Linked DNA regions of Mus musculus: region 1 is linked to region 2. The links are chromatin contacts, called in public Hi-C maps. All regions are on one chromosome and are shown on one strand. Each heading gives the region's core, a stretch centred on a gene start, on an enhancer-like site or on the middle of the called end of the contact. The rest is flanking DNA. Distances are from core to core; before and after follow the strand shown. Region 1 holds the start of Rars (arginyl-tRNA synthetase). Region 2 overlaps Slit3 (slit guidance ligand 3).

Region 1 (4,816 bases), core at 1,634-4,133, 380 kb before region 2:
TTTATGTGTATGGGTATTTTGCCTGCACAGATGTGTGCACCCCTGCATGTGGGTGCAATGCCTATAGAGACCAGAAGAGGTCATTGGGTCCTCTTGGAACTGAGTTACAGACAGTTGTTAGCTAACATGTGGGTGCTGGGATTTGAACCCGGGGCTTCTGGCACAGAAATCAGTGCTCTTAACCTCTGAGTCACCTCTCCACCTCAATGTGAATTTTATTTTATTTTATTTGGTTGCATATTGACATCAGCTTGGTCTCAAACTTATACTGTAGTCTAAGATGGCCTTGTTTGTTTTTAAAGATTCCTTTTATTTATATGTATATCCAAAGATGCCCATGAAGGCCAGCAGAGTTTTGTCCCCTGGAATTAGAGTTATAGAGGGGTCATGGGCCACCTATATTTCACATGAGTGCCAGAAACTCTAGTCATCTGGAAGAGTAGCAAGGGCTCTTAACCGCAGGTCTTGTTTTGTTTATAAAGAAAGGGTCTTTCTCAGCTAGGCATTCTGATATGTGCTTTTAATCCCTGTACTATTCAGGCCCAGCCTGTTCTACATGGCAAGTTTTAGGATATCCAGGGCTAGCTTAGTGAAACCTTGGGGGGGCGGGTCGAGGAGAGGGGAGAAAGAGGAGGAGGAAGAGGAAAGAAACAAAAGGAAAGAGACCAAGTTTTGGGGTTGGGGATGTGGCTCAATAGAATAGTAGTGTGGCTTAGCAAACACAAAGCCCTGGGCTTAATCCCAGCACTGGAAGAAAAGAATTAAAGACAAGACTTTGGAAACTAAAGCCCTGCATTGTTTATCCAGTGTTTGCTATTGTAGACCGAATTACTGAGATCCAGCATCCGCTGCTGTAGATCCACGGTGCTGAGAGTCACTCTCTACTGTTATAAGTTAAGTCGCAATGTTAAGCCACAGTAGTGAAGTCTATATTCTACTTGTTATATTCTAGATGCTTCTGGAATAACTCATTTCCATATCTTTGACCCATACCATGAGTACAGCTATCCCCAGAGCACGTTGCTAACTGAATGTATTAATGGGAATATGGTAAGGATAGCCATCAATTTCTGCCAACTATAGGATAGTGGGTAAATGAAGCTAATTGGAAATAGCAGGCTTGACGTTATGTACTTCTGGCCAACCATATGTATCTGATTCCCTAGGTTTCATATCTCACGCACCAGACACACCTGTTCACCATTTCAGCTCCTGACACAGTATTCCCTAACACATGACAATTACTGACTGACTGAAGGAAAGTCGAAGTCCTTCCAATCCGGCTGTGTAGCAATGGGAACATAGGCGTTTCTCAGTGGCTTGTGACCTCTTTTTTTTCCTTCCTTCTTCCTTTTTTTTTTTTTTTTTTTTTTTTTTTTTTGCTTGTTTGCTTGCTTACCTGGAGACAGGTCCTTACTCTACAGTCCTAAAACTCACTAACTCAGGCTGGAATGAATTCACAGCAATCACAGTGTTGTGTGTGTGTGTGTGTGTGTGTTTTTAACATTTTTTTATGTGCTGTGGTGATAGCCAAGTGCCTTAATGCAGCATTTTCTCAAAGTGGGTATAGGTACCACTGGTGACAATATAGAAAACTATAGGCCCGGAGAGGCAGCAGATGTAATCCCAGAACACAGGAAATGCTTGAGTTTTAGGCCAGCCCGCTCTACCTAGCAAAAAGAAAACACAGGTAGATATGGCTGCATTCTTTATTATCTATAATAATATGTTGATTGTTTTTGAAAGTTTATCTATTTTATGTATATGGGTGTTTTGTCTGCATGTATGCTTGCACACCAGGAGAGAGCATCAAATCCCAGGGAACTACATGTTCATAGGTGAGTGTGAGCTGCCATGTGAATACTGGGATCAAACTAGGACCTCTGGGGGAAAAAAAAACAGCCAGTGCTCTCAACCACTGAGCCACCTCTCAAGTCCTATATTTATTTAATATGTAGCATCTTTAGCCCACACACTCAGCCCATGGATTCATAGATATTATTGTTTAGGATGAAGATAAGTAAATTTTAACGTGAACTAAATCCATCTTGGTGGTAAAACCACGTTACCACGACCCTTGGAAGGTGGAAAGAAAAAGATCAGAAGTTCAAGACAAAAGATCAGAAGCTCAGCTAAATGCAAGACTACCCTGGGCTACATCTTTCAAACGAACAGAAGAGCCTGAGAGATGCTCCAAGAGGCTGCCTGGCTCAAGTCATTGTACCACCTTCCTTTCTTGGTAATTAAAACATTGTTTGCCTGGTAAGGAGGCTGAGGCAGGAGGATGGAGAGTCAAAGGTCAGAGTGGAATACAAAAAGTCTACACATGCACATGTGCGCGTGCACGCGCGCACTACACATACAATGAAAAGGAAAGCCATTGTTTTCTCTTTCCCCTTTCAGGCAGTCTCCATTAGTTTAAGGACCTTTTTTTATCATACATTCTAAACATCTTCACATCCTGGAGAGAGTATCTAGCACCTTAATGTGAACAACAACAAAAATGCCTGTTTAACAGAGGGATGAGTTGCAGGCAGTGGTGGCGCATGCCTTTAATCCCAGCACTTGGGAGGCAGAGGTAGGTGGATTTCTGAGTTCGAGGTCAGCCTGGTCTACAGAGGGAGTTCCAGGACAGCCAGGGCTAGAAACCCTGTCTCGAAAAAAACAAAAACAAAAAACACAAAAAATCAAAACAAAAGAGGGATGGGTTCTGTGCCCATGCCCGCGCCATGCCTCCAAGCAGAGGGTAGGTTGCTTTGGCCTGCTCCCCGCCTCTCTCGCAGTGTCTCCTGGATCCCGTTAGGGGGCAGCAGAGGGCGCGCCCTGAAAAACCAAAAACAGTGACTTACCCGGGTAGGAATTTCCGTTTCCGGCCCAAACTAGACACTTCCGCTTCCGGCCGCTTGGCATGTGAGTCGCTGACGAGAGGATGGACGGTCTGGTGGCTCAGTGCTCCGCGCGGTTGCTGCAGCAGGTTTGTCCCTGGGCGGGGCGGAGGGCTCTGGAGCGGGCGGCGGCGGGGCAGAGTCCGCAGTGGCTTCCACAGGCGGCCGCGGCGACCCCAGTCCGGGACCTCGGGGCTTGCGAAGCCTTGCTGCTCCGCTGGCCCTTTCCTCTTGGCCGGGTCGTGCGACTGTCACTCAGAGAAGAGAGGGTGGACAGCGAGCGAGGCTCACTCTGCTGGTCGCCCAGGCCAGGTTAGAGCAGGACAGGTGTGCCCTGAGACCCAGCCGGAAACTTCCCAAGAAGCCGCCAGTGTTGGTCTGGAACAGTGTCACAATTTTGAAAAACGAAAGTAAGACCAGCCCCTTTTCTTTTTCGGGCCTAGACACTAGCGTTAGGAACTCAGTTTGTCTAAGTCTTCCCTGGACAATAACTGCTTTTATGCAAATCATCCCCGAGGTGCAAAATAAATGGACAAGCTCTTTACTGCTGAGTCCAGTGAATAGTAGCAGATCTTGGAGAGATGGGGAAAAAAAAAACCATATATATATGAAGTTTACGTAGACCCAGAAAAGGCAAAGACGGACACTTGAGTGATTTCGAATATGACAAAAGATGGATTGACTCCTTTTTGTCTCGGGATCTAACCCAGAGCCAAGGCCTATGTGTGGCAAGCAGCACTGAGGGGTGCAAGTCCCCAACTCCTACTGATGTTTGTTGGTTTGTTTTGTCGTTTTTGATTTGGTTTGGTTTTTTTTAGTCCCAAGTCATTAGATTTAGCAACACAGGTAGTAAAGCCAGAAACTTGTACTCTGACTAAATCAGGATGCACCTAGCTAAAGAAGAGACTTCCGTGTTTGACTCTGGCCCTGGACTTTCAACTCACAGCCTCTCAACTGCTAGGACTGGAGATGTGTACTGCCATGCACACTTGGCTGAGTTATATTCTCTGCCCCGCAGTCCCTCATCCCCAGCACACACATGTGAACTCAGTTCCATCTCATAAAGGATGATTGCTGACGTCAGTAAAATCATTGCAAAGTCCATTCTCATTTTTCTACCCCACATGTTGTGGAGAGCGAAATGAGGAAGTCTGTGGTAAGGTTTGCCATTATCCGGGAAGCATTTGTTTGACCTGGAAAAGTTGCCTTTCCCTTACAGGAAAGGGAGATTAAGGCTCTGACTGCTGAGATCGACCGGCTGAAGAACTGTGGCTGCTTGGAAGCTTCTCCAAGTTTGGAACAGTTACGAGAAGAAAATTTAAAATTGAAGTATAGGCTGAATATTCTTCGAAGGGTAAGTGCTCCGGATGTTTTCAAATAATTTGTTGTTGCTGTTGTTGTTGTTACTGAAGATTCTAGAAGTACGTGCTATAAGAATTGAGAAGAGGAGTTTGTTTAGAAATCAGTTTTCCTGCATAAGGCAAGTTAGGACTCATTAGGCTGGAGAAAGTGGGGCGGCACTGGCTTCCCAGGGCCCTTTTAAGTAGTTTATTATGATACCCCTTTTAAGTGGTTCATTACGATGGTTTAATGGTTTGGAAGTTGAGATTTCTTCAAAGGCTTATGTCCATGCTGTCAAAGGAATGTCTTTTGTTTTTAAAACCATTTTAACTACTGTAAAAGAAACAGTTTCTCAGGAGCAACTAACAGGGATGTTTTAAAATGCACTCACTGATTCCTAACTCCTCTGCAATGAAGTTGTTTATTTTGCAGTTTTGTGTTATGCTTTATAGCATCTTTTGGGGTTCTTTTCATTTAATGTTGCGAAACTTTCTCTGCCTCTCCTCCTCCCCATCCAACAGCCTCTCTATACAGACCAGGCTGGCTTCTGGGCTGGGCTGCCTCCATCTTGAAGTGCATTTTCTTCTTCT
Region 2 (4,541 bases), core at 747-3,246:
CTACATTTCTGCTTACACACATTTATTTTTTCCTTGCTAACTGGCATCTGCCTTAACCTTTGCTGTGACTATAACTTTAAATATATTCTCTCTCCAGGTCTAATGCTCAGTTGGCTTACAGGATTCCACTGGGCTCCTCCCAGGGACCTAGTGGTGACTTATGTCATCACCTGATGCCACTAGATGTACTCCTGGCAAGCCTCTCTTTCAGGCCTTCTTACTGTCTTTCTCTGCCCTCTTTTCTTTACACTCAGTTCCATCTGCCTCTATCCCTTCTCCAGGTCTTCACTCCACTTCCTTCCTCAAATAAACTTCCCTTATACTAGGTCTGTCACATGGTATGTTTTCTCAGGGGGACACCTTGGCACAGGGCCTTCAAGGTACCACCCCCCTACCCCTGCCACCACACTGCCACTGCATTATATTTCACAATAGCCTTCCTGAGTCGCTGGCCATCAGGGTGGCACCAGACACAGGCCAACGGGCTGCTCTGGTCATGCCTCTTAAGCCTTCCTGAGTCACGGGGTAACCAGAGTCTAGAATTGGGGTGACTGGTAAACAGACACCATTAGCTAGACAATTTCTGACTCTTGTTAAAAGCCGCTTGCAGCTCTGTCTTGAGATGGGTAGATAGGTATAGAAAGCTATGACCTTCTAACCACAATACTACAGTGGGCATAAAGGGACAAAGCAGAGATGCACTGTCTATCCCGATCCCACTAACAGAGGAGGTTATGTGCTTAGCGTCTGAATTCATAACTGTTCCCCACAGGGAGTCTAAGGTCTCAGAGAGTAGATAAAAAAAATAGGAGACTGGTTATTAATTTACACCTTCTCATGGACCTGAATATCCATGCTCCTCACCCCAGGACACCTCAATGCACAGAGCTTGGGCATTCATCCTTAGAGAGTGGCAGTGACCCTACCCCCTTTTTAACCGAAGCACACATTCTAGGGAAGACACCAAAAGAGTTCCATGACATTTCCCTAGATGAAAACTGTTCCAAGCTTAGGAAGGGGATGGCAATATTTAGTAGGTAAGTGGGTTGCTCAAAACTGCTCATTGATAAAAATCCTTCCTGCAAATAAAGGGAATTCAAACAAAATCTGATTTCAACCAGTCTGATTAATTCAAATTGTCAACAATCAGAGATGAATACAGACTCTGTGATTAAAATACATGTGTTCACCGAGTTTGGGTGTGCTTCTGGAACCTTCTCAACCTCCCTAATGCTGTGCCCCTTTAACACAGTGCCTCATGGTGTGGTGACCCCTCCCCCAACCACCAAACTGTTTCCTTGCTATTTCATAACTGAAATTTTGCTACTGTTATGAATCGTAATGTAAATATCTGATATGCAGGATATCTGATAGGTGACCCCTGTGGGGATTGTGACCCACAGGTTTAGAACTGTTGTTCTAGAGCATCAGGCTGGGCAGCAAGGATCTCAGTAGTTACTCAGTTTTGGCTGACTCTCTGGCTAGGTCACCATGGATTAACCTCTCTGAGTCTCCATTTCATTATGGGCACAATCTTTACAATAATGTCTACTTATATCCCGGAGTACGGTTGCATGGGTCAAATGAAAAATGTGAAATGGCTCCGCAGAGCCAGGAAGCATTATGTAAATGGGAGGCATTAGAAGAGTGCCGGTCCTTTCTATATGTGCATTCATATACAGCCCATGAATAATTCATGAGGTTCATGTGTCTCATCCATTTTGATCAATAATTTCACCTCCATGTCCACACAGAACATTAGGGACAGGCATTTTGGATTACTGCTTTGACAATAACTGCAAAGGTATTGAGGAACACTCTGGAGAGAGGAAAACAAACAGGAAACAGCTGAGAGTCGCTTTAAGCCACAAACTCCATCTGAACAAAACTCAGCAAATCCCTAAGCAGTAATTCAATAAACAAAGCCATTCACTCTAGCCCACCCCCACCTCCCAAAGTCCTTGGTGGCCCAGCAGCGGCACACTTGAAGGTTCACTTTGTTATGCACAGTCCCCATTCGAGGACTAATCTTTTTATAATGAACTTAATCCAGTTAGAACTCCCTAGAATGGCCACATGTCAAAGTAATTGGATAACGGCCCGAGATTTTGTAATTATTGCTACTCCTCAAGCTGGGCTGGTTTGAATCTGCCCAGCCCCTCCCATCACTGACAACCCTTCCCAATGGGAGGAAAGGTGGGTGAGCTATCTTGTGGGGTAGGGGTTTTAGGGGCAGTGGAGGAGACTGAGAACGGAGGAGGTGGGAGTCAATCTGTCTCTCCTAATAGGCTGCTCCCGGCAGTCAAGAAGTGCACACTTCTGCACGCGTAGGTGTCCCCACACCATGGGGAAGAATGATTAGCCCAGTTGAGAAAATGGCTTTGAACAATCCTGCAGCTGCTCGGGCACTGCCTCCCTTCCCTTCCCGGCTCATTTTCCAATTTACCTTCCCCTGACTGAGGCTTGCTACAGCCGCCTCTGTCTTCACCAAGTCCCCGCAGCAAAGCACAGCTCTGGAAGAAGTATGAGCAGACCCACCGATGATGGGATTAAGGTGCCAAAAGCTCTCCCAGAAAACACACTGCTCAAAAGCACAAAAAGACTCAAGGTGGGGTGGGGTAGGTGAAGCTTCGGCTTCACTGGATGTGCGTTGATAGTCTATGGGAAAATCTGGACTCACCACCCACTGAGTTATTTTGTAATTAAAAAAAAAAATCAAGTAGGCCTTTCTCTTGAACTCTACACTTAGAAGGCAGTGTCTCCTTTAGGCACTGAGAGGGGACTGCCCTCTGCTTTCCCATCCACCCACAGGTGGCTGATAAAATACAGATGAGAGGGGGACCCCTGCCTGGAGGATGCTGGAGGGAAAGAGACACCTTGGTTGCTCTTTCCTAGCTTGGCCCATCTGCATCCTTGATGTGTAAGTGCTGAGCAGGTAATGCGACAAAGGGTAAGGCCAGCAATTTGTAGATGGAGAATGAGACTCTGGGAGCATTAGCTGATGCCACCCGGTCACACCACACTGATTCCCACCAGGGAGATGCCTTAATAACTAATGACGCAAAACCATCACCCGGAGAACAGAGTCAAAGGGATACCAAAGGCTTCTAGATGGGTGGCCATCAATGAGGCTGGAGAAATACAGGCACACTAGGCTGGCCTCAATTAGGTGTGACTTATCTTGTGCTAGCCCCCTGCCTGGAGTCCTAGGCACATGCCTTTCTTATCATAGGTTCTAAGTTTGTTCTTGGTTATTCCACACATATCAACATGGAGATAGCACAAAAAGGGCTCACTGCCTGCTTTTAGGCTAAGCTTGGGTGCTTCCTCCCTACACATGTACCTGTGACTTTGTGAGGAGGTAGTGGCGTTTCACAGAAACCCAGAACCAGGAAGAAAAGAAAGGGGACTTTGGGTCCACCAATCTCAGCCCCATCTCCCGATTTGCTCTAATCTCAGGTCTTGCGTTTATTTTCACAAGTGGATTAGAAGCAAGAGTTCTCTCCCCGGCTGTCAATTTGGCTGGCTGTCTGCTTTCGAAGGCCTTGTTGGGCCTCACCTGTTAAGCCTTGTTCTCACTGAATTCTTATAGCAAAGCAACAGGGCTGGGGTAAAACCATCTCTCCATGTTCCCTTTGCTTGTTTATAGCAAGTGTGGGATTGGGATCTGGCTCCTTGCTCTGAACACAATGAATACTGGCCTGCAAATTCCTCTTGCTGCCAGCTTGGAGCTCTTTGTCCAGGAGGGTGTATGAACCGCAAAGGAGGGCCTCAGCCCCTCCCAGTTATCCAGGCCTTAGCTTCTTTGTACTAGAGAGTCATACAGTCTGGTATTGCCATCAGGTTTGAACACAGGTCCAGGATTTTGAGTCCTGACCACGCCCCCCCCCCCAGGTGCCTGCAGACTAGGCTTGTCCTGCATTTTCCTGGGTGCCTTCTCTAGCCCCAAGGGTGGCAGCTTCTAAGGAGGGTTTTTCATAGTCCCAGAAGCGCTCCCGGGCGTTGCTCACACAGCACAACAGTGACATCCAGGGGAGAGGCTGGGTGATGGCAGGGACTGCAGCCCACAGATCTGGGGGCTGATTGGTTTATAAGCACATGGACCTTGAATCATTAGGGTGCAGGCATCTGGGGGCCTGTTAGCCAGCCCAGTGATTGGCTGAGGTCTTTCTACACTGGTCGCAATCCTTCAGTGTGCTTAGTTGAAGACTTGGGGGTGAGCATCTCCACCCGGTTAGCATCTTCACCCAGACCACACTGAACCCCAGCAGTACCCCCTGATCTCCTCATAAAATCTCCGTTCACAGAGCTTTTTTTTTTTTTTTTTAATCAGGTGGAGAAAAAAATTTCTGGAGCTGAAAAATGAGTGTTATCCTTCCCTTAAAAAAAATGGTTTCATTTATAAGCAAATGGCTAAAGCTTTCTTCATGTCACTAATAGTTTAAAACTTACACGCTCCATGCCATTCCATTGGGTTTGACCTACATTATGAAGAGTAAGGACACAGAACAGAGAAGCAAAGAACAAGGGGAATTATGCCC

The links. A called contact is a pair of places that touch in the nucleus more often than the background predicts.
Region 1: a Hi-C map of the N1E-115 cell line shows a contact between it and region 2, with 15 times the contacts expected there. The contact joins the promoter of Rars here to the enhancer-like site in region 2. A contact is called at or near these places in 5 of 39 promoter capture datasets (the 3T3-L1 cell line, embryonic stem cells, hippocampal neurons and 2 more) and 4 of 484 Hi-C or Micro-C datasets (the N1E-115 cell line, cerebellum, cranial neural crest and 1 more).

What each region holds. Positions count from the first base shown.
Region 1 is chr11:35,832,595-35,837,410 of GRCm38.p6, reverse strand. Rars (arginyl-tRNA synthetase) reads left to right here and starts at 2,883. Exons shown (of 15, transcript NM_025936.3): 1 at 2,883-2,974; 2 at 4,105-4,239. The coding sequence starts at 2,930.
Region 2 is chr11:35,452,091-35,456,631 of GRCm38.p6, reverse strand. All of the region lies in intron 4 of Slit3 (slit guidance ligand 3), which reads right to left. Among named protein-coding and RNA genes, the nearest start is that of Gm39705, 90 kb to the left of the region's middle. Within about 2 kb of position 1,996, at least 8 of the 459 cell types and tissues checked have an H3K27ac peak or open chromatin away from gene starts, as enhancers often do. A contact at or near this core is called in the N1E-115 cell line, where this site is marked.